Regions from separate parts of the Mus musculus genome. Here all the other regions are linked to region 5. Evidence: chromatin contacts called from public Hi-C, HiCAR-type and promoter capture Hi-C data. All regions are on one chromosome and are shown on one strand. The core of a region is the stretch at or near the end of the contact, and the rest is flanking DNA. Distances in the headings are between cores, read along the strand shown. Region 1 holds the start of Gcat (glycine C-acetyltransferase (2-amino-3-ketobutyrate-coenzyme A ligase)). Region 2 holds the start of Ddx17 (DEAD box helicase 17). Region 3 holds the start of Nol12 (nucleolar protein 12). Region 4 holds the start of Cby1 (chibby family member 1, beta catenin antagonist). Region 5 holds the start of Aco2 (aconitase 2, mitochondrial). Region 6 holds the start of Pdxp (pyridoxal (pyridoxine, vitamin B6) phosphatase). Region 7 holds the start of Gtpbp1 (GTP binding protein 1).

Region 1 (2,700 bases), core at 58-2,557, 2.8 Mb before region 5:
TGGGAGGGGGGAGGATGTGTGTTTCAGTCGGTGGTTTGTTTACTATGAAGGAACTGGCAAAGTTCTGGCTAGGTGAGGGGACCCAGGAACTAAGGTTTGTCTTCCAAGACTTTCTTAGACTGCTTGTCCCTCGTGAGCTTTTCAAAACCTTTGATGGGGAGCAGGTGACACCCCACCTAGCTGGCCAAGGAGGGAGGGAAAATTCCCTGGGGCTGCCCTACCAACGGTGGTAAGTTGGAGACCTGGTTGCTTTTTCTCTTCTGCCCTAGTGCCTCCCCATTGTCTAAAGGGGCAAAGGGGTCCAAGTGACAGCTGGTTAGAGAAGCCATAGCTTCTCACAACCAGGATCTAGCCATTGGGAAGGAGGGGTCTTTTTCAGTAGTCTCTGGTTAAATGCGAGTGGACTTAGGGGGAGGGGTGGGTAATCAGCCAAGTGCCTCAGTGTGCCTATGGAAACTTGGGTTTTTTCCACACGATTGATGGATTGCGTCCTAGCAGGACTTTGTACGTTTCCTTTCTTCCCTTTCCTGTGTAAGATGTGGCTTTGCTTGGTGCCGCTTCAGGTCTACCAGCTGCCACTTAAAACCCTCCAACCTCTTTTACTCTTTGAGTTTTTTTTCTAAGTAGCGGAGGAGGGGGAGAGGCAGGGAGTGGACTGTAAGACATACTCCAGTTGATTCGAATTTGCTAGGTAGCTTTAGAGAGGCAGGATTGTGTGCATGTGTGTATATGTATATATCCATATCTAAGACTAGGACTTAGTCTCACTTCGGGAGCTGGGAGAAAAAAATCTGTACAGTTGTCTTTCTCTTATTTTAATAAAATTAGAAACTCGCGCACCCTACCCCACCCCTTTTTAAACAAGTGTAACTAGTGCCCGGGAGAAATTACTGTGGTTGTAATTTTAAAACTTTAAAATAAAACTGGAAAGGAAAAAATCTGAGTGGTGCGTTTTTCTTTAACTGGAGGAGAGAGGAGCGATCTGACGGGCAATGTGGGGACGCCACGTTCGCGCCAGAGAATAGCAAAGCTTTGGAGTGACAGGGACGCTCCAACAGGAGGGTCAGCTGGGCACGTAGGTGGGTCTTCGGGAGAGGTAGGTGTGTAGGCAAGGTCTCGGGAGGAGAGGCGTTGAAGTCGCTTTCTCCGCCTACTCAGCTTCCCCATCGCGGACCTCCCGGGTGTCGACTTACAAATCAATCCTTTCTTGGCGGGCCGACGCTGTCAGGCTCCGCCCGCGGGTGGAGTCTCCCATCCTTTTAAAGTGAGCTCCTGTTGTTCTGATTTGCTGCCGGGGCCCTGCCCACGTCACGTGACGGGGAGCACTAGACTTCAGGCTGGCCAGCGCACTTTAGCCTGTGGGCGCGATGTGGGCCAGCTTCATGTGGCACGGGGCGCTGTCCCCTGGCCGCCGCGCACATTCAGCGCTGGCTCAGTTGCGCTGCATCCTGGACAGCGAACTGGAAGGGATCCGCGGAGCCGGCACCTGGAAGAGTGAGCGTGTGATCACGTCCCGCCAGGGACCGAGCATCCGCGTGGACGGCATCTCGGGAGGTAACTTCCCCTCCTGAGAGTCCTCGTACCTGGTCAGGAGGCCAAGAGCCCTTCCAAGGCTTGCATGTGAATGGAGGCCCTAGGGTGGGTGTGGGAGAGGCACGTGCACTCTTAGCTGCTGGTCTGTCTGGGGCACACTATGGCCTCCTTGTGTTAACTCCACCTGTTTAAACCTGTTTCAAAGGAGGGAGGTGATTTTAATCCGTCAGCACCTTTTGGGTGAGAGAGCTAGGCTGCACTGAGACCCCACCCTATGAGAAAAAGAGAGCGATATCCAGCTGCCTCAGCTCCCTACACCTAGTTTCCAGGAGGAGTGACTGGAACAAAACTTTCCTTGAGCAGATGTGTGTGAAGGGCTCCAGTTGCTGCACCTTTACTCATGATGGCATCTGTATGCAAGAGGGACCATTCCCCCCCCCCCCCTTGGTTTTTTGAGACAGGGTTTCTCTGTGTAGTCCTGGCTGTCCTGGAACCTGCTCTGTAGACCAGGCTAGCCTCAGCCTCCAAATTGATCTCAGCATCCAAATTGCTGAGATCAAAGACATACAGCACCAAGCCTGGTTTGAGAGACCAATTTTTAGGGAAAGGAAATATGCTGTTATCCCAGCATTCAGGTCTATACAGAGAAACCCTGTCTCAAAAAACATAAATAAATAAGAAAGGAAGAAGGTGAAATACAAGTAGATTTCCCCAGACCCTTCACTGGTCAGCTCCAGTGTCCCAGGATATTGGAGTGGAAGACCAGCTTCCTCCCAAGAGGCTAAAGTCTTTTTTTTTTTAAGATTTATTTATTATTATATGTAAATACACTGTAGCTGTCTTCAGACACTCCAGAAGAGGGAGTCAGATTTTGTTACAGATGGTTGTGAGCCACCATGTGGTTGCTGGGATTTGAACTCTGGACCTTCGGAAGAGCAGTCGGGTGCTCTTACCCACTGAGCCATCTCACCAGCCATGAGGCTAAAGTCTTAAGCAAGTAAGGGGACTAAGGCTGCAGAAGTTCTCATGCCTGTACCTGTCTTTCCCTAAAGAGAACCATAAAATGAACCTCTTGTCTTCTAACAATACCTTCAGCCGGACCAAACAGCTCTCCCGGAGTGATTTCAGAGAGATATATAATCAGTAGGTTGGGGATGTGGCTCAGTG
Region 2 (2,700 bases), core at 189-2,688, 2.3 Mb before region 5:
GACTACTTTACTCCACTTGCAAATGAAGCAACTGATACAAGTCTAAAACACTTCTAGAAATAACCAGTTTTCTTTTGTTTTCAATCTGTAATAATGGCCAAAACCCAATCTTTAGGAGATTTTAAGGCTAAGTCTAATAAGGATAATAATGTGGCTCCTATGTGTTATTTCCACTGGGCTTGCTTATAATCCCAAACTGCTTGGATCTTGAATAATGACCTAGGACAGAATAAAGCTTCTACAATTACGATTCCTTTACAAGGCTTATTCTGATTTTTTTTTCTTTCTACCACTGCCCTCACTTTGAACTCTGCTAACTGTTCTCTTGTTCTGATCTGTGTAGCCCAGGCTAGCTTTGAACTCCAAGCCTGACTCAGTCTCTAGTGCAGGGTGTGCCACCTCAAGGAGTTCTCTTGATTTCAACAGGCTTTGTTAGTTTCAAAAAAAAAAAAAAAAAGTCACCCGCAATTTGGATCTTTTGGAAAGCAACTCCAGCACTTCCCATTCCAATCTGATTCCACTTAACCAAAAATATAACAGAAAGGGAGTAAAACCTAGTTTAAAACCAAAAAAAGGCCTTTTCGACTCCAGTCCCTCTCTAACAGGGATGGCTAACATAGCGGAAAAGAAACGATCTCAAGCAGCTTTTCCTAGATTAAAACTTGAGCATCCGGATCCTCCCCCAGACAGACACTGCGGCCGGCCTGCAGGGATCAAATGATCAGCGAGCGGGCCAAGAGAGGCGACAAGGCTGGCCTGCCACTTCCGAGCCAGGATCGCGGTCCGCAGAGACGTCCGCCCAAGCCTGAGGCCTGCGCGCCGCCGCCATTGTACGGCGCGAGCCTCAGGGCTCTGCGGGCCACCCCGCCCCCCGCCCGCACCTCCCCCTTACCCTCCACGGTCCCTGTCACGATCCCGATCCCCAAAGCCGCCTCCACGCATGGTCCCAAACGGATAAAGATCTGGGAGCGGGGCACGGATGACCGAGCTCGGGAGGGCCTGCGGCTCGGGTCTAGTGATGACCGATGGCGGCGGCGGCGCCTCCGCTGTTGGGGCGGCGGCAGGCGCGGCGCTGTCTCGCTCCGACGCGCTGTCTCCCGTCGCAGACGCCACCGTCGCCGCCTCTCTCGTCGGAGACGGGAGCACAACTCAGAGAATCGGGGTTGTTAGGACAGTCGGGAGGTCTGGTCCCGCTCAAACCGGGCGGTGCCACGGTTGAGGCGTCTCCCTTCCTTCCCAGCAACTGCACAAAATGGCGGCGGCCGCGGAGACCGCTCCAACTTAACGCTACGCACGGCCCAGACGCTACGTAAACAGCGTCTGGAGGGCTCCGCGCGACGCCACGGACATTCTCGGAACCGCTTTACGTCGGTGACGGAGATGGGGGCCCTGGTCGGCCCACCTTAAACAAGGCAATGTGCGCAACCGGCGTAGGGTTCTCGCACCGCCAGCTCTAGAACGTTGGCTGGGGGTGGGGCGAGCCGTCGGCACGACGTCACAGTGTTGGCGTCGTTGGCCCGCCCACTATTGCGGGTCAGCGCAGTCTTCGTAGCGCATTCTGTTTCGAGAATGGACTTTTCCCGGCATTCCGAGCTCAACCCGGCGCTTGAGGCCGGCCTTGTGCAGACATAATGGTAGCACTCCACGTAGCCTTAGTCAGACTTCCGGGTCTCTGGGCAGTAGAACCCAGAGAGTCTTGAGGCCGCTTTCTTGGTTCCAACGTCCCAACGCCGTGTGCCCCAAGCTGGCCACACAGCCCGGCGCCATTTCTTTCCCGTCGCTTTTCGCCGCGCTGGCGCCGCAGCCATGTTGGATGCGTCGTGTCGCTCTCTTTCAGCGGCCAACAGCCTGGCTGGGCCAAAAGACACCCTGTGTTTCCCGCGTTTCTTACTGAGGTGCTATTTTCCGAACAAAGGGTTGGCACCTTTTCCTCTGGCCGTAGTTGACGCAGAGGCCACACCTTCCCAGAGTCCTTTCTGAGGTGGGCGCCTTGGACCTTAGCCACCATGAAAATGGGTGCCTTACCCGGGTGCCCCACTGCAGAAGCGGTGGGTTTGACAGGCTAGGATTTGCAAACCCTATCCGGGGAGGGCAGGCTGGGCTAGGCCGCCGGTGCCACCCAACTCCTAGATTGCTTTCTTTGGCTCGCCATCCCTGCGCACTGCCAAGCCACACAAACTTGGACATAGTTGCTTTACTAAATTGTGGAACTGCTGGGTTCCTTGAGACCTCTAGGCTCATTTCTACCGCCGCGGAGAATGGAGGCCGGCAGACTGGAGGCTTAGTCTTGTCTCATGTCCTGAGTGTTGCTTAGGTTAGGAAAGCCAGGAGAGTAAAGAGGCGTCTTGAGAAACGGTTCATTTGTCACTTCGGCCATGGAGAGCCAGGCATTGTGCTAGTTGCTGGGACACTGGGGATCCAACACGTTCCTTGGCACAGAGCTTTATTCTCTAGAGACGGAGAGGAGACAGATGACAAATGTGTATGTTAGACTTTTGCTGACTTGGAAAAGAAAATGGTGTTGAGGCTGTGGAACAGTGCTTGCTGACCGTGACTGAAGCCCTGGATTCAACACCCAGCACCTCCAAGAACAACAGCAAAAAAACACTAAAGGGAAGGCCATACTTTAATTCCAGCACTCGTGGGTGAATCTCTTGAGTTAAACGCCAGCTTGGTCTACCAAGTGAGTTCCAGAATAGC
Region 3 (2,700 bases), core at 66-2,565, 2.9 Mb before region 5:
TGGCTTTGGTTTTTTGAGACAGGATTTCTCTGTGTAGCCCTGGCTGTCGTGGAACTTACTCTGTAGACCAGGCTGGCCTCGAACTCAGAGATTTCCCTCTGCACCAACTGAGTCTGGGAGAATATTGTGTTATGCACTTCTGACCCGACACACTTGTCCCACCACAGTCACGGCTCTCAGTTTGCTGCACGCAGGAGCAATATTCAGGGTCACCAGAGAATGTTCTAGAAATGGACATTCTGGGGCCCTGCCAAGTGTGTTGAACCCTGAACCCTCAATTTGGATTTCAGCAAGCCTTTAAGTGCATGCCAGAGTTCCAGGGCCACCTCTTTACAGCCTTACAAAGTCACTACAATGATCTCTATTTTATAAATAGGAAAGTGAGACACAAAGAAAAAGGCAATTTGGGGGCTGGAGAGATGACTCCAATGGTTAACAGTGCCTACTTGTCTTATAGAGGACCAAGGTTTGATTCTCAGTACCCACATGACTCACACACCATCTGTAACTCTAAGATTTATTTATTTATTATATGTAAGTCACTGTAGCTGTCTTCAGACACACCAGAAGAGGGAGTCAGATCTCATTAGGGATGGTTGTAAGCCACCATGTGGTTGCTGGGATTTGAACTCAGGACCTTCGGAAGCAGTCGGGTGCTCTTACCTGCTGAGCCATCTCACCAGCCCCCATCTGTAACTCTAGTTGCAGGGGATTTCATACCGTCTTCTGGCCTTGTAGGTCCTCATACAGTAGACCTAAACTCACTTAGGCACAGTATTTTTTTAATCTTACTTATTTATTTATAGACAGGGTCTCTTTATTGTCTAGCTCTGCTCTGGTTGTCCTGGAACTCACTGTGTAGCTTAGGCTGACTTTGATCCACCTGCCTCTGCCTCTCAGGTACTGGGATAAAGATGTATGCCACCTCCCCTAGCCCATAATTTATGATTTAATCTTTTTTTTTTAAAGGGGGGCAATTGCTTTTGAGTCACATACTTTGTAAAGGAATACCAGTGTTTGCATCTAGGCAGTTTCCCTCGCTCAAGGAAATCATGAAAGAGTTGACATCTGAATTCAATTAAGTTCAGTAATTCTTAGCGGTTTATAAATAACTCCAGATTGAGCGCTTGTTCGAGGCAGGTCAGATGATGGAATCGGGGAGCCTAGTTCTCACCGAAGCCATTCTGGGAGGATTGTTCAGAAGACCTGAACCAAAGCTGAGGCAGGACGGGAGGCTCCTTTAAAAGGTGGAGCCAAATCTGCGGAACTGTGGAACAAGGCCACGAAGAGCGCCCTACCGGAAATCTGAAACTGCTACACCCGGAAGTGTTTTAAAGTCAGAAGCGGCCACGCTGCCGGAAGCTTCACTGCAATGGGCCGCAACAAGAAGAAGAAGAAAAGAGATGGAGACGACCGGCGGCCCCGGCTCGTTCTCAACTTTGATGAAGAGAAGCGGCGGTGAGTGGCAGGGTGGAAAGAGACTCCCGTCGGGCTGCCGGGGGAAGCGCGCCAGGCACAGGGCGCGCACGCCCACGCGGAGGGTTCTTCCGGCCCCGCCCCTGGATGTAGCTGGAGCTCGCCTTCCTCTTTCCCCACCTCGGGGGATGGAGTCGCCCGCTCCTCCCTCGCTGTTTACGGCTCTCAGCGCTGCGCCTTGGACCACCGGAGTGCCGCGCCGTCTATTGTCACAGCCCATAGCTGGCTCCCAGTCGTTGTTGACGAAGGACGAGCCGATGGGATGAGAGAGGTTTAGTTCATTGATTCACGCACCAGACTGCGTGCCAGCCAAGCCTGAGACCAGAGGCTGAACTGCTTTTTAGTGTCACCGTAAATAGCACCTTGTGGTCTGATGGCTCTCAACCTGTGGGTCGCGACCCCCTTAAACCCATCGGAAAAGAGATAATATTTACATTACGATCCATAACAGTAGCAAAATACAGTTAAAACCCCTGGTGTAGTGTACCAACGGAAACCGTAATTGCAAAGCCTGGTAGTGCAGACCTATAATCCTAGCCATCCCGGATGCTGAGGCAGGAGGATTGCAAAGTAAAACCCTGTGCGGGAAAGTTCAAGAACGGTATGGGCATTTGGACAATTTGTCCCTGTCTCCAAGACAATATAAACGAATTAATTTATTAGACCATTTGCCTAGCTCGAATAAGGTACTAAGCGTAATTAACTTCCAATACAGCAAACTCAGGAACAGCAGAGATTAGACAGGAAGAAGGAAGCACGAGTCAGGAAGGTGGGGGCACTCCTAGGACCCGCCACACAGGACCCAGGTGGGTTCAGGAGTCAGGTGGCCTTGAGGACTGGTTGTTGGTTGGTTCAGTGAAAGAGTTTTGGGGTCTGGGTGAAGGCATTATTAGAAAGCCTTACTAGAAGTGACTCCTATGAAATAAAGTTTGCCAGTGTGGGAACAGTGACCACCAGCTCTGTGTATTGACCACCTGGCCTTTTGTGTACTTAGCAAGGGGCAGGAAGGCCAGGTGAGCTAGGTGACGTTTGGTTAGTGATGGAGCGCGTACTGAGACTATAGCTTCCAGCATAGGTGTGTGGTAGGTTATACCACCCAGGATTATTATGTAAGTACACTCTGATGGTCCAGCAAGGACTCACAACTCATTTCTCGAAGGTACCTTTGTCATTGAATGACTTGTGACTGCATTGTCTGTGACCTTGGATGAGTATCCTAGTCTC
Region 4 (2,700 bases), core at 171-2,670, 2.2 Mb before region 5:
CTGACTCCCTCTTCTGGAGTGTCTGAGGACAGCTACAGTGTACTTACATATAATAAATAAATAAATAAATCTTAAAAAAAAAAAAACAAACAAAGCAAAAGGGTAGGGGTTGAAGGCAGGCTGGGTGTGTGTCTGTAATTCCAGCACTGAGAGGCTGAGGCAGGAGGATGAGATAAGGAGTACCCAGGGAGACTTTATCTCAAAATACGAAAGGTGCTTCGGGGATAGCACCGGTAGAGGGCGCACAAGGTTTAATATCAAAAAGCTTCTAGAGCCTGGCGGTGGTGGCGGACGCCTTTAATCCCAGCACTTGGGAGGCAGGCGGATTTCTGAGTTTGAGGCCAGCCTGGTCAACAGACTGAGTTCCAGGACAGCCAGGGCTACACAGAGAAACCCTGTCTCGAAAAAAACAAACAAGCAAACAAACAAACATACAAACAAACAAACAAACAAAAAAACTTCTAGAATGATCGCAACTTTCAAATGTGTTCTGCTTTATGTTTCTGTAGCGGTTGCTACACTAGATATGGTTGATTTTGATGTGGAATTCTCTCTTCGAACGCTGTGTGGCAAAGGTGGAGGAAGACTGCTTGGAGCTGGGTCCTGTCCTTTATGGTGGGATGACCTCGTACACCCACTAGGCAGCCAAGAAACGCCTCCTGGATGGCCATTTCTTCATTTACCAAACCGAGCTACAATGTCCTTAGGACTTGAGGAATCCTGGAGCTGACTCTCCAGTTCTCTACCCCTTGTACACTGGGCAACCTTCCCTGGACCTCAGTTTCCCTTGCTTGTGGGAGTGTGGAGGAGGCAAGACTGGCAGGAGCCAGTTTGCTACTGGCAGGGAGTCGTCATATCTGTCCGTCTGTCTTACCTGAAAGCTTCGGCAGAAGCGTCAGGGCGGGTTCCGCCACCAGCCCCTCCAGTGACCGGACCAAGCTCCGGATGTCCGCCAGCATCCGCGGCCCAAGGGGCGCGGTTTGCTTTGTGGCCGGGGCGGGGGAGCTGCAGGTCGGTCCATTTTGCTACTGTGAGTCCAGCCTGGGTCACCACTTAACATTTTTAACACAACAAAGCAGCTTTCGGCCTGCTTTGTTGCCAAGGAAAACGATTACTATGACGACGGCGGCGCTGACCCGGGGACCAGACCAACGTATTTAGGGGGTCATGCCTCTCCCAGCCTATGCCACAAGGCATGTGTGTATCTCCAGAAGTCGTGCCCAAGGCATGTGTGTATCTCCAGAAGTCGTGCCCAAGGCTTTCTTCTATTCGTGAACCTTAGAGAGTCCGCAGGGGCTCCGCTGCTTCGCGGAGGCTCGTCTCGGAGCTGGCTCCCTCTGCATTCTCAGTGGTAGAAGCCAGAGAGGCTGCGCATGCGCACGATGGTTGCCCGGCGCCGGCCAATCGCGGTCGCGGCGGTTGACGCGGCCTGGGCAGATCCTTGCAGAAAGCTGCAGGCTAGCTCGGGATTCCGGCTTCGCAGACAGGTACCTCTGGGAGCGGCGGGCGGATATCCGTGCCAGTAGTGGTGGGTGGGATGCCCGGGTACCCCTGGAGAAGCGGGCAGGCTGGACCGTGGCATGCTCCGCGGGCACCTCTTGCGACGGAGACTCGGAGATGGTGTTTTGACCCCATCCTTTGAAGGTCTTCTCCTAACCCGTACAGAACTCTTTGGGTTTTGTGACCCGTGAGACTGGCTGGCTCTTAACTTTTTCGAGACACCTTTCCCTTTGAGAATCCAGTGAAAACCAAAGATGCTTCCTTCCTTTATTTTTTGTCAGAATGAAGAGAATGTATTTTATAGCCTGATGCAAACTAAAGCTTCGCACAGTAAGTGCATTTCCCTGTAAAGGGGGACAATTTGATCTACTTCTCAGGGTCATGGTGAGCATCAAATGTCCCAACAGTTTGTAAACATGAAAGCACTCTTAACCTACGAGCTGCAGGCTGTTATCATTCGTGATTATAAATAAGGGACGTCACTGGCCGGAGAAATGGATCAGAGTCTCAGAGAACTGGTTGCTGTTGCAGAGAACTGGGATTCGATTCCCAGCTCACAAACGCCAGTAACTCTAGTTGTAGAATCTGCAGACACAAGGCACGACCATGGTATCCCAGGCAAAACACTCAGACACATTAAAAACAACAGCAAACAAAGCCTTTGAGGCCCTTGGGGGATGATAAAACGTTGGACTCCCCAGAGGGTGAGCAACAGGGTTGGTTGGGAACCAAGTGCAAACCTTTAATTTTCTTGGCCCATAGTCTTCTATGAGAGAGCTTCCCTAAAGAACCCTAGGATACCTTGAACGGTGTGTGTATGTGTGTGTGTTTAAAAAAAAAAATCTGTGAAGGGGACTAGAGAAAAGGCTCAGTGAATGTGGGTACTTGCTGCTCAAGTGTGAGACCATGGATTCAAGTCCCCAACATCTCAGTTAAAAGCCTACCACAAGCCGGCGCGTGGTGGCACACGCCTTTAATCCCAGCACTCGGGAGGCAGAGGCAGGCGGATTTCTGAGTTCGAGGCCAGCCTGGTCTACAAAGTGAAGTTCCAGGACAGCCAGGGCTACACAGAGAAACCCTATCTCGAAAAACCAAAAAAAAAAAAAAAAAAAAAGCCTGCTACAAGCTCGGACCCCTGCAATGCTAACACTGTTGGTGGCGGAGACAGGATTGCTTGTGCTCGCTGGCCGCCAGTCTAGC
Region 5 (2,714 bases), core at 72-2,571:
CCTGAGAGGGCGTGTTCGGCTTACATTTTTCACACAGTCTTCCGATAGCTGCAAGGTCAAAGATAGTAAAACATCGTTAAAATTAAGGTTGTGAGGTAGCAAGCAAAGTTTTTCGTCAAACTGAGTATAGAGGATGGCGAAGGTAGCAATGATTACAGTCAACCGTACAGGATCGTGGTCACATTCTCCTTTCCTCCCTCTCCACTGTCCCCCACCCCCTACTTTTTTGTGATAGAATCCCACTGTGTAGCTTGAGTTAGCTTTTAAGCTCTAGCCAGGCTCGAACTCGCAGCAATCTTCCAGCCTTCTGCCTCCCAGGTGCTGGGATTACAGACAAGAGTTCCCGGCCCACGACCCTAAATTTTGCTTTACACCAAAGGCCATGTCAAAAATAAAAAAAATGTCTGGAACCCCCCAAAATTCAAAGTATTCTAGACCGGCTTCTCCAGACCTGGCACAGAGGATCCCGCCAGCCTTAGACTCCCGGATGCGCGCTGCTGCCCTCTTCTAAGATGCCACAAGCCGGTGAGCGCTGCTAGAATACCCAGGCACCGTAAGGCGCGAAACGTGGACACGGCAAACCAGAGCCCTAAAGAGGAGGCTGAAGTCCCTAGTCCCCCACTTTCTAATCCCATCCCACTCAACCAAAAGGGAGCACGTCCCCAACTCACCCACACCAGCCTGCTTGCGGCAGAAAATCAAATCTGGATGATGTTTAGCCATAACTCTTTTTCCAAGCCGGCGGCCGGAAGCTTAGGGAACTTCCGCCCGACCTTTAACCTACGGCGTGCTTACTTCCGTTCCTCCGTGATTGGCCATTAAGCTGTCCGTCAGCCTTTAGCCTCGGGGGGTGGGGGGGGGCACCAAAACCGGCTAGATCTCGCGAGAGTTTCCTCGCTAGGTCCTTGCAGGTGCACCAAAGGTTTTTGAATAAAATTCTCTTTACTTCCAGATTTGAACTCATAAACTGAAGTTTGTTCTTGGGTAAAAATTCTACATATGTTGCATTCTGTGTTGGGGATTGACGCCAGGGCTTCTTGCATGCTTCCGCCAAGTATGTTGATTTGGGGATATTCTCTTTCCTGGATGACCTTGAACTCCTGCCTCCCCTCCAGCTTCCACACCCAAGGGCAAAGGTGACAAGGTTGCGCCGAACGCCGAGTTGGCAGTTTCCCCGCATCTTTGCTTTCCACGCCGGGTTTCCGTCATGTAAGCCCCGCCCACTGTGCTATCTGCACTCTTGGCTGCGGGAGGAGGCCCCACCCTCGCGGTTGACTCGTCTCTCTGTAAGCCCCGCCCCCTTCGATGCTTTTTTAAGGGCGCCATTTGTCACGTCACTTTCATGCGACCTCATCTTTGTCAGTGCACAAAATGGCGCCTTACAGCCTCCTGGTCACCCGGCTGCAGGTAAGCGAGCCCAGAGACGTGGGTTTACGGGGGCGGGGAGCCTCCTGCCTTGCCCGCGGCTGTAGGCGAGGCCAGGCGAGGCGGGCTCGATTCGCGGCTGACGTTCCGTGCACCTGTCGCGGTTGCAGGCCCAGCGCCCTTGTGGGTTCCTGCGTTGTCCTAGGTCAAGGCGTCCCTGGCACAGGCTGTTCGCAGTTCCCATCCCCGCCCGCCGGCAAGCTTGGGTTTAAGCAGCGGCAGCCTGGTCCAGGGTGGAGGCACTCCTTTTTTTCTGAGGGTGGAATCCATGCTCCCCCAGGGTGGTTTTCTGTTCCTCAAGGTGATGACAAGGTGATTGGGGGGCGCGGTGGTTGTGGGTTCCTCTAAAGCCGGGTGCTTGAAGCCTTCACTTCCCACCAGTAGCAGAGACTCGTCGCCTCATTTATCCGTGGTTGCCGGGCATGGAGTTTGCAGAAGCTATATCCACTACTACCCTTTGAGGAGACTCGGGGTCATAGACACAAGAAGGACTATTCTGGGCCCCACCATAATAAATAGTCACGATAAGAGTGCTTTCTCACCTTTGCAGCAGATGTCAAGGCTGTTTACTAATGTTACAGATGTTTTATCTGACGACATAGATGTGAGATAATTTTTCCCCCAACTTGGTAGGTGGAAAAACTGGAAGATATAGACAAAGTAGTGGCTTTCATGGTGTCACTAAAGGATCATAGCCTGAGCAGTGACCCTGCAGACCCTCTCTTCTTGTTGTTCATGGCAGCTAATATCACAGAACTTTCTGAATCAGGGTGTGATCGTTTGTATTTGTCAGAATACAGAATCAAATATTTTGAAGTCACCGATAGTTGCTTTCCAGATACTAGGTGGAAAGATGAGAAGAGTGAACAGTTTGACCTTGACTGTTATGAGACGTCTAGAAAATTGACTATGCCTGTCAGATGGTTTCCCACTACTAACCTTACAGCCCTAGAAACGTATAATGTTTACTGTAAAGAATGTATTTTGTTCATAAAAAGAAATCCATAAAATAACTGTAGACATTTTCTGGCAACCTTTCATGATTACTTTTGTGAATTTGTTTTGGATCAACTTGGAACATAGAATTAATAATTTTTAAAAATTATGTGCCTTACTCCCAGGAGGCATTATCATTTGAAGTTTTCTTTATCAAATTACTTAAAATCAAACTGCAAAATCAAACTCATTTATCTGAACAAATCATTTAACTTTTGGCCAATGAAAGGGATTTGCAGCTAAATTATCTCTGGTTCTTTTGATTCTTTAGACAGTACGATGAGTTCTGTCCT
Region 6 (2,700 bases), core at 127-2,626, 3.0 Mb before region 5:
CTCCTTTCAGCTCTACACCTGAGGGTCTTTTGGGAGTGGGCTGGCAGAAGTGGGTCAGTGCATCTGGAAGCCCAATTTAGTAACCGAGTGGAGGCAGGGGCATGCTGTCTATGGTCTTCTAGGCTAAGAAACCCATTACAAAAGGCACAAAGAACAGAAAATAGTTGGGCCTCAAAGGCACGGTTTTTCTTCGGTCTCTTCCCTTCAGTTGCTCTGGGTTAGACAGCTACAGTTCTGCTTAGAACCAAAATATTGTGACAGTACAGATCCCTGTTCATCCCTGGTCCCCATACTTTGAATTACTGGTTATTCAAAGGCTTGACAGATTAAAAGGTTTCCGTCTACAAAATGGAGACCTAGGCAGTTGGGATCACCCCATCAATAAAATGGGTTACCAATTGGGCCTGGCCATCAAAATAGTGCCTAGTGCCCCCACACACATAAAACATGAAATCAGATCTCTGGGTTCCTGTCTTACAGCCATGTGTTTGATTATCTATTTATTTATTTATTGGGTTTTTTTTTTGTTTTGTTTTTTTGTTTTTTGAGACAGGGTTCTCTGAATACCCTTGGTCCTAGTACTTGCTCTGTAGACTAGGCTGGCTTGGAAATCAGAGCTCTTCCTACCTCTGATTCTGAGTGCTGGGATTAAATGTATGTGTTCGCATCGCCCGGCTAGAACGTTTTAACATTCATCTGTGTGGATGTGTGTGTGGAGGTCAGAAAACAACTGGAAGGAGTATGTTCTCTCCACCGTGAGGTTTCTGAAGAAGGAACTCGGGTCCTCAGCCTTGACAGCAAACTGCCATCATCTGCTGAACCATTCCACTGACCTGTACCTGTGTTTTAAAAATCATTTATCTAAAGCCATCGAACTATAAAGTATACATCTTACTAAACGGAAATTATACAACAACAACAACAAAAAAAAAAAACAAGTTCCCCAGGAGACTCCACAGCACAGTCAGATGACCAGAAGGATCACTGACCAGGTCTAAGAGCCCAGGCCAGCTTGCGAAGTCACGGGTGATGGAGCCCTGGCTCCATCACATCCACATGTTTCTAATGAGCCTCAATGGTTCCGAGGGCAACAAGATGTGGCCCGAAGACAACATCTCTCTCAGCCTCTGTTTTTCTCCTAGCAACCATCTGGCCTACGTTTTTAATTGGCTGGGAAGCGCACGGCGATTCGCTGCAGACCAGGCTGTCTCTTCATTGGTCGCCTCCTTCTAGTGGCGCCCGCGGTCCCGCCCCTTTCTCCGAGCTCCTTCGGGATCGGCCAGCACCTTCGACTAAATTCTAGTCGCTATTGGCTGAAGCCTGTGTTCGTAGCCCCGCCTCCTCCCCGTTCTGCGCGCCAATTGGTGAAGCTGCCCCTTGTCCACGGAGGGAGCGCAGCGCGCGCGTGCGAGCGGCCAGCCGGCTGCATGGCGCGCTGCGAGCGGCTGCGCGGCGCGGCCCTGCGCGACGTGCTGGGCCAGGCGCAGGGAGTCCTGTTCGACTGCGACGGAGTGCTGTGGAACGGCGAACGCATCGTGCCGGGCGCCCCTGAGCTGCTGCAGCGGCTGGCGCGGGCCGGCAAGAACACGCTGTTCGTGAGCAACAACAGCCGGCGCGCGCGGCCCGAGCTGGCGCTGCGCTTCGCCCGCCTGGGCTTCGCGGGGCTGCGCGCCGAGCAGCTCTTCAGCTCCGCGCTGTGTGCCGCGCGCCTCCTGCGCCAGCGGCTGTCCGGGCCGCCCGACGCATCGGGCGCAGTGTTCGTGCTGGGAGGCGAGGGGCTGCGCGCTGAGCTGCGCGCCGCGGGGCTGCGCCTGGCGGGGGACCCCGGCGAGGACCCGCGCGTGCGCGCCGTGCTCGTAGGCTACGACGAGCAGTTTTCCTTCTCCAGGTTGACCGAGGCGTGCGCGCACCTGCGCGACCCCGACTGCCTGCTCGTGGCCACCGATCGCGACCCTTGGCACCCGCTCAGCGACGGAAGCCGGACCCCCGGTGAGCACGGGACTGGGCGCGGGGATGTGTGCTGGGACCTGACGCGCTTTTCGGAATTCCTGCAGCTGCCGCCTGTCGGATAGTGGCCGAGGACCAGTTTGACACACGAGCCACCTTAGGCTCACTGTAGCTCAGGGAATTGCAGGTGGGATACAGATTTGGAACCGGCCTCTTGGGCTTTTGTCATTGGCCCCACCCACTTTGCAGGAGGGTTTGTCGAAGCGGTCTGGAAGGATGATGCCGGTGGAGAGCTGGATCCGCGCATCCAGAATCAGGGTAGTGGGGAAACTAGGGGGTAGTGGAGCTTGACCTTAGGCCAGTGGGGAGACTGGAAGGTAGTGGAGCTTGACCTCAGTTCCAGTTCTGGCCCTGTTTGGTTAACCCTGTGAGTTACATAACCTCGGAACCTGGTTTCCAGTGGGGTTCTTTACCATGTCGGTTATCCCCAGGCTTTTGAACCCAGCCCTCTAGTTTATTAATAGCTTCCTGAAGCTCCTTAATGGTGCCTTCATTTCCTTTCCAGATTAGTTCAAAAATAAGAGTTTTGGCCCATTTCACAGTTAAAGAAATTGGTACTTAAGGGAGGTGAGCTGCCAGGGAACACACAGCATAGAGCAGGGGAACCTGACTTGGCCTTTGGGGACCCCCCATCCATCCATCCACCCATCCAAGAGCAGTCCAGGCTGTTCAGGCCTGTACCTAAACAGAAGC
Region 7 (2,700 bases), core at 139-2,638, 2.2 Mb before region 5:
AGTACCCTAATGGAGGCTAACAATCGTCTGCGACTCTAGTCCAAAAGGGTTCCGGTGCCCCATTTAGACTCTACAGGCCCTGCACAAAGGTGGCACACAGACATACACACACACACACACACACACACACACACACACACACCATTCATACAAAATAAAAACAAATCTCAGTAAAAAACCATTAAGGTCAGGTTTCCAGCAGCATCTGCTCACAGACTTGGTAGTACGTTAAAAATGAGGACAAGACTCTCCCCGAATTAGGTGACGGCTATATTGTACCCTTTTCCTTACTTACTATATACATCCTGTGGTCCAATCCCTAAATTTCTCGTACTTCCTCAGGCGGCTGCTCTTTTTTTTAATCTATTACCAGGAGGAGTGGCCAGGTCCAGCCAGCATAATTAGATCTTGGTAAAAAACAGAACTCACCTAATAGTCTAAATTTTTCAGACATTTGAAACGGGAATTTCAGGTACACGAACGGCGGGTTTTTTTTTTTTTTTTTGGACTGGGACTTTCCACAAGTGGCAACTGAAAAATAAGCCACAAGAAACTACCTTGACAGATCCTAGACCTGTGGCTCAGCTGTTCACCAAAAACGTGAGGGGATTTACGCTAGAGTTTGGGCTGTCAACATCTTTCTGTTCACTCAGTTGCTCTCCGAGGAGTCATGAATGGAACTCCCTGAGGTCAGCATTTAATTAATTGTCTTGGTCTGGCGGCTGTAATATTACCACTCCTGGAATACATAGCATCGATTCTACTATAAAAATTGCCTTGCGCATGCCAGCACGCCGGACACAGTGTTGCAGCAACTGCCTTCAATCATTCGGAGTGCCAGGCTCATTTCACAGTTTACTATCTGGGTATGCGGCGGCCAGACGCGCGGGACTTAGGGAGGACAAGATTGGGTCCCGCCCTTGTCCATCATTTTGAGAGGCTCCAGGCGGGACTGTTTTGCAGTATGATTTGGAGGCTGGCCCCGCCTCTGGAAAGTGAGGTGGGGAGTAAAGAATGGATGCCTCTTTTCATTGGATTGTTGTCAAGTCAGTCAAACCTCTGCTTCGCTCCCGTTGGCGGGAAGGATCCAGGCAGGTAGCGTGCACGCTGTGTTGGCCCCACTAGAGGTGGGACCAAGGCTCCCGACCACTACGACGTTTGTTGTTAGGGTTTTGGTCTCATTAATTATTCATTAAAGTATTTGAGAGAGCTGCGACGATTGGTAAATGAGAGACTGGGTCTTCTGTGTCTCCGCTAGAGATACGTGACAGTCTCGGGAGGCGGGGAAGCCGCGCATAAATTATTCTAACAAGAAGGGGCGGGGCCGAGCATAAATTAGTTAAATGAGCCAGGGAGGGAGGGCGGGCGGCCGGCTGCGAATTAGCTTAAGTTCTTAAAGATGGCGGCGGAGCGGAGTCGCTCCCCGGTCGACTCGCCGGTGCCGGCCTCGATGTTCGCCCCCGAGCCTAGCTCTCCGGGGGCGGCTCGGGCCGCCGCGGCCGCGGCCCGACTCCATGGCGGCTTCGATTCTGACTGCAGCGAGGACGGCGAGGCGCTCAACGGCGAGCCGGAGCTGGACCTCACCAGCAAGGTAGGCCCGGGAGGCGGCGGCGGGGCCAGGGGTACGCGGAGGGGCCGGACGGTCTCCGAGGCGACGGCGGGCAGCCGGCTGTCCAGTGGCACGGCTCACGGGAGCGCTGAAGGGATGCAGCCCGCCCACCTGCCGCTCTCCCGAACCTGCCGGGCCCGGGCCCACTCTCCGCACCGGGCAGCGTCCACCCGGCCTCCCGCGCTTCCCGCTCCCGCCTCGATCGCTGCCACTTGGCTCCGCCACGTGGAACGGGGTTCCCGACTCGGGCCGCGCGCCCTGTGTCCCTGTCCCCGTGTGGATCAGCCCGCCCTCCCCAGGAGGGGGGTCCCTGAGACGCAGGGTCTTCCTCTTCTAGGAGCATCCCGGAGGACCAAGTGTCAAGGTGGCTTGGGCAGGGGGCGGGATACTCACGAAGACAGGTAGCCAGTCTAAGGGGTGGCAGCCGTTTCTCTTCCTGGTCTCTGGAAAGTAAACAGAAAGTAGTTGCTCAGTCGGCGAGAATGATGTCCGAGGAGCGTCCTCTTTCCGTGTCCACCCAAATAAAATAAAAAGATGGGACCGACAAGATGGCTCAGCAGGTAAAGGGGCTTGCCTCCTAAGTTTGACAACCTCAGTTCGATCCCCAGGACTCACCTAGTGAAGGAGAGAACTGATTCGTACACCGTGGCACTCGTCGCCTTCCCACACCCTGCCTTGTTATAATTAAAAAAAAAAATAGGCATGACCCTCAGCCTTGCCACTTACGAGTGGAGCCACCTCTTGTATTCATGCAATATGGAAGGGCATCTTTAAGTAGCATCTTCTGCGGTGTTGAGAAGGTAGGCAGAAATGAAGATCTCACCACTTACTTGGCATTGTGGAAAATAAGAAAGTAACTATAAGATGTTACTGGTGTTTAGAAAGTGTCAAACATCACTAAAGAAACTGATGCCAAGGGAGGGACTGGGCTTCCCTTCCAACTGTTGCCATTAAAAGGGTCTGTGACCTTAGGAAACTTTCTTAACCTCTCACTTCTCCAGCATCTCATCAAGAAAATGCAGATGTGTTGCAAAAATTAGAAGAGAGCTGGGCAGTGGTGGTGCGTGCCTTTAATCCCAGCACTTGGGAGG

The links. Promoter capture Hi-C pulls out the DNA fragments that hold promoters and counts their contacts. Hi-C and Micro-C count contacts between places; a contact is called where the count stands out from the background. HiCAR-type assays count read pairs that join an accessible place to other places.
Region 1: a contact with region 5 is called in a HiCAR-type map of kidney, with 7 times the contacts expected there. The contact joins the promoter of Gcat here to the promoter of Aco2 in region 5. A contact is called at or near these places in 2 of 115 datasets of contacts at active chromatin or transcription factors (astrocytes and kidney).
Region 2: a promoter capture Hi-C map of pre-B cells shows a contact between it and region 5, with 3 times the contacts expected there. The contact joins the promoter of Ddx17 here to the promoter of Aco2 in region 5. A contact is called at or near these places in 2 of 39 promoter capture datasets (cranial neural crest and pre-B cells) and 1 of 484 Hi-C or Micro-C datasets (CD4 T cells).
Region 3: a promoter capture Hi-C map of pre-B cells shows a contact between it and region 5, with 2.5 times the contacts expected there. The contact joins the promoter of Nol12 here to the promoter of Aco2 in region 5.
Region 4: a promoter capture Hi-C map of pre-B cells shows a contact between it and region 5, with 2.6 times the contacts expected there. The contact joins the promoter of Cby1 here to the promoter of Aco2 in region 5. A contact is called at or near these places in 4 of 39 promoter capture datasets (the 3T3-L1 cell line, cranial neural crest, hippocampal neurons and 1 more) and 1 of 9 other capture datasets (adipose tissue).
Region 6: a contact with region 5 is called in a promoter capture Hi-C map of pre-B cells, with 4 times the contacts expected there. The contact joins the promoter of Pdxp here to the promoter of Aco2 in region 5. A contact is called at or near these places in 1 of 39 promoter capture datasets (pre-B cells) and 1 of 115 datasets of contacts at active chromatin or transcription factors (astrocytes).
Region 7: a contact with region 5 is called in a Hi-C map of B cells, with 6 read pairs. The contact joins the promoter of Gtpbp1 here to the promoter of Aco2 in region 5. A contact is called at or near these places in 1 of 39 promoter capture datasets (pre-B cells), 1 of 484 Hi-C or Micro-C datasets (B cells) and 1 of 115 datasets of contacts at active chromatin or transcription factors (astrocytes).

Annotation. Positions count from the first base shown.
Region 1 is chr15:79,029,567-79,032,266 of GRCm38.p6, forward strand. Gcat (glycine C-acetyltransferase (2-amino-3-ketobutyrate-coenzyme A ligase)) reads left to right here and starts at 1,308. Exons shown (of 9, transcript NM_013847.4): 1 at 1,308-1,554. The coding sequence starts at 1,368. It overlaps H1f0 (H1.0 linker histone), which reads left to right. Exons shown (of 1, transcript NM_008197.3): 1 at 1-938.
Region 2 is chr15:79,545,303-79,548,002 of GRCm38.p6, forward strand. Ddx17 (DEAD box helicase 17) reads right to left here and starts at 1,439. Exons shown (of 13, transcript NM_001040187.1): 1 at 893-1,439. The coding sequence starts at 942.
Region 3 is chr15:78,933,618-78,936,317 of GRCm38.p6, forward strand. Nol12 (nucleolar protein 12) reads left to right here and starts at 1,316. Exons shown (of 6, transcript NM_133800.3): 1 at 1,316-1,458. The coding sequence starts at 1,373.
Region 4 is chr15:79,657,807-79,660,506 of GRCm38.p6, forward strand. Cby1 (chibby family member 1, beta catenin antagonist) reads left to right here and starts at 1,421. Exons shown (of 5, transcript NM_028634.3): 1 at 1,421-1,487. It overlaps Fam227a (family with sequence similarity 227, member A), which reads right to left and starts at 1,150. Exons shown (of 18, transcript NM_029407.1): 1 at 875-1,150.
Region 5 is chr15:81,871,142-81,873,855 of GRCm38.p6, forward strand. It overlaps Aco2 (aconitase 2, mitochondrial), which reads left to right and starts at 1,322. Exons shown (of 18, transcript NM_080633.2): 1 at 1,322-1,407. The coding sequence starts at 1,372. Phf5a (PHD finger protein 5A) reads right to left here and starts at 751. Exons shown (of 4, transcript NM_026737.3): 1 at 672-751; 2 at 25-48. The coding sequence starts at 723.
Region 6 is chr15:78,912,543-78,915,242 of GRCm38.p6, forward strand. It overlaps Pdxp (pyridoxal (pyridoxine, vitamin B6) phosphatase), which reads left to right and starts at 1,377. Exons shown (of 2, transcript NM_020271.3): 1 at 1,377-1,989. The coding sequence starts at 1,428. The region is part of intron 5 of Gm30368 (a long non-coding RNA gene); the gene reads right to left.
Region 7 is chr15:79,689,508-79,692,207 of GRCm38.p6, forward strand. Gtpbp1 (GTP binding protein 1) reads left to right here and starts at 1,389. Exons shown (of 12, transcript NM_013818.2): 1 at 1,389-1,591. The coding sequence starts at 1,400.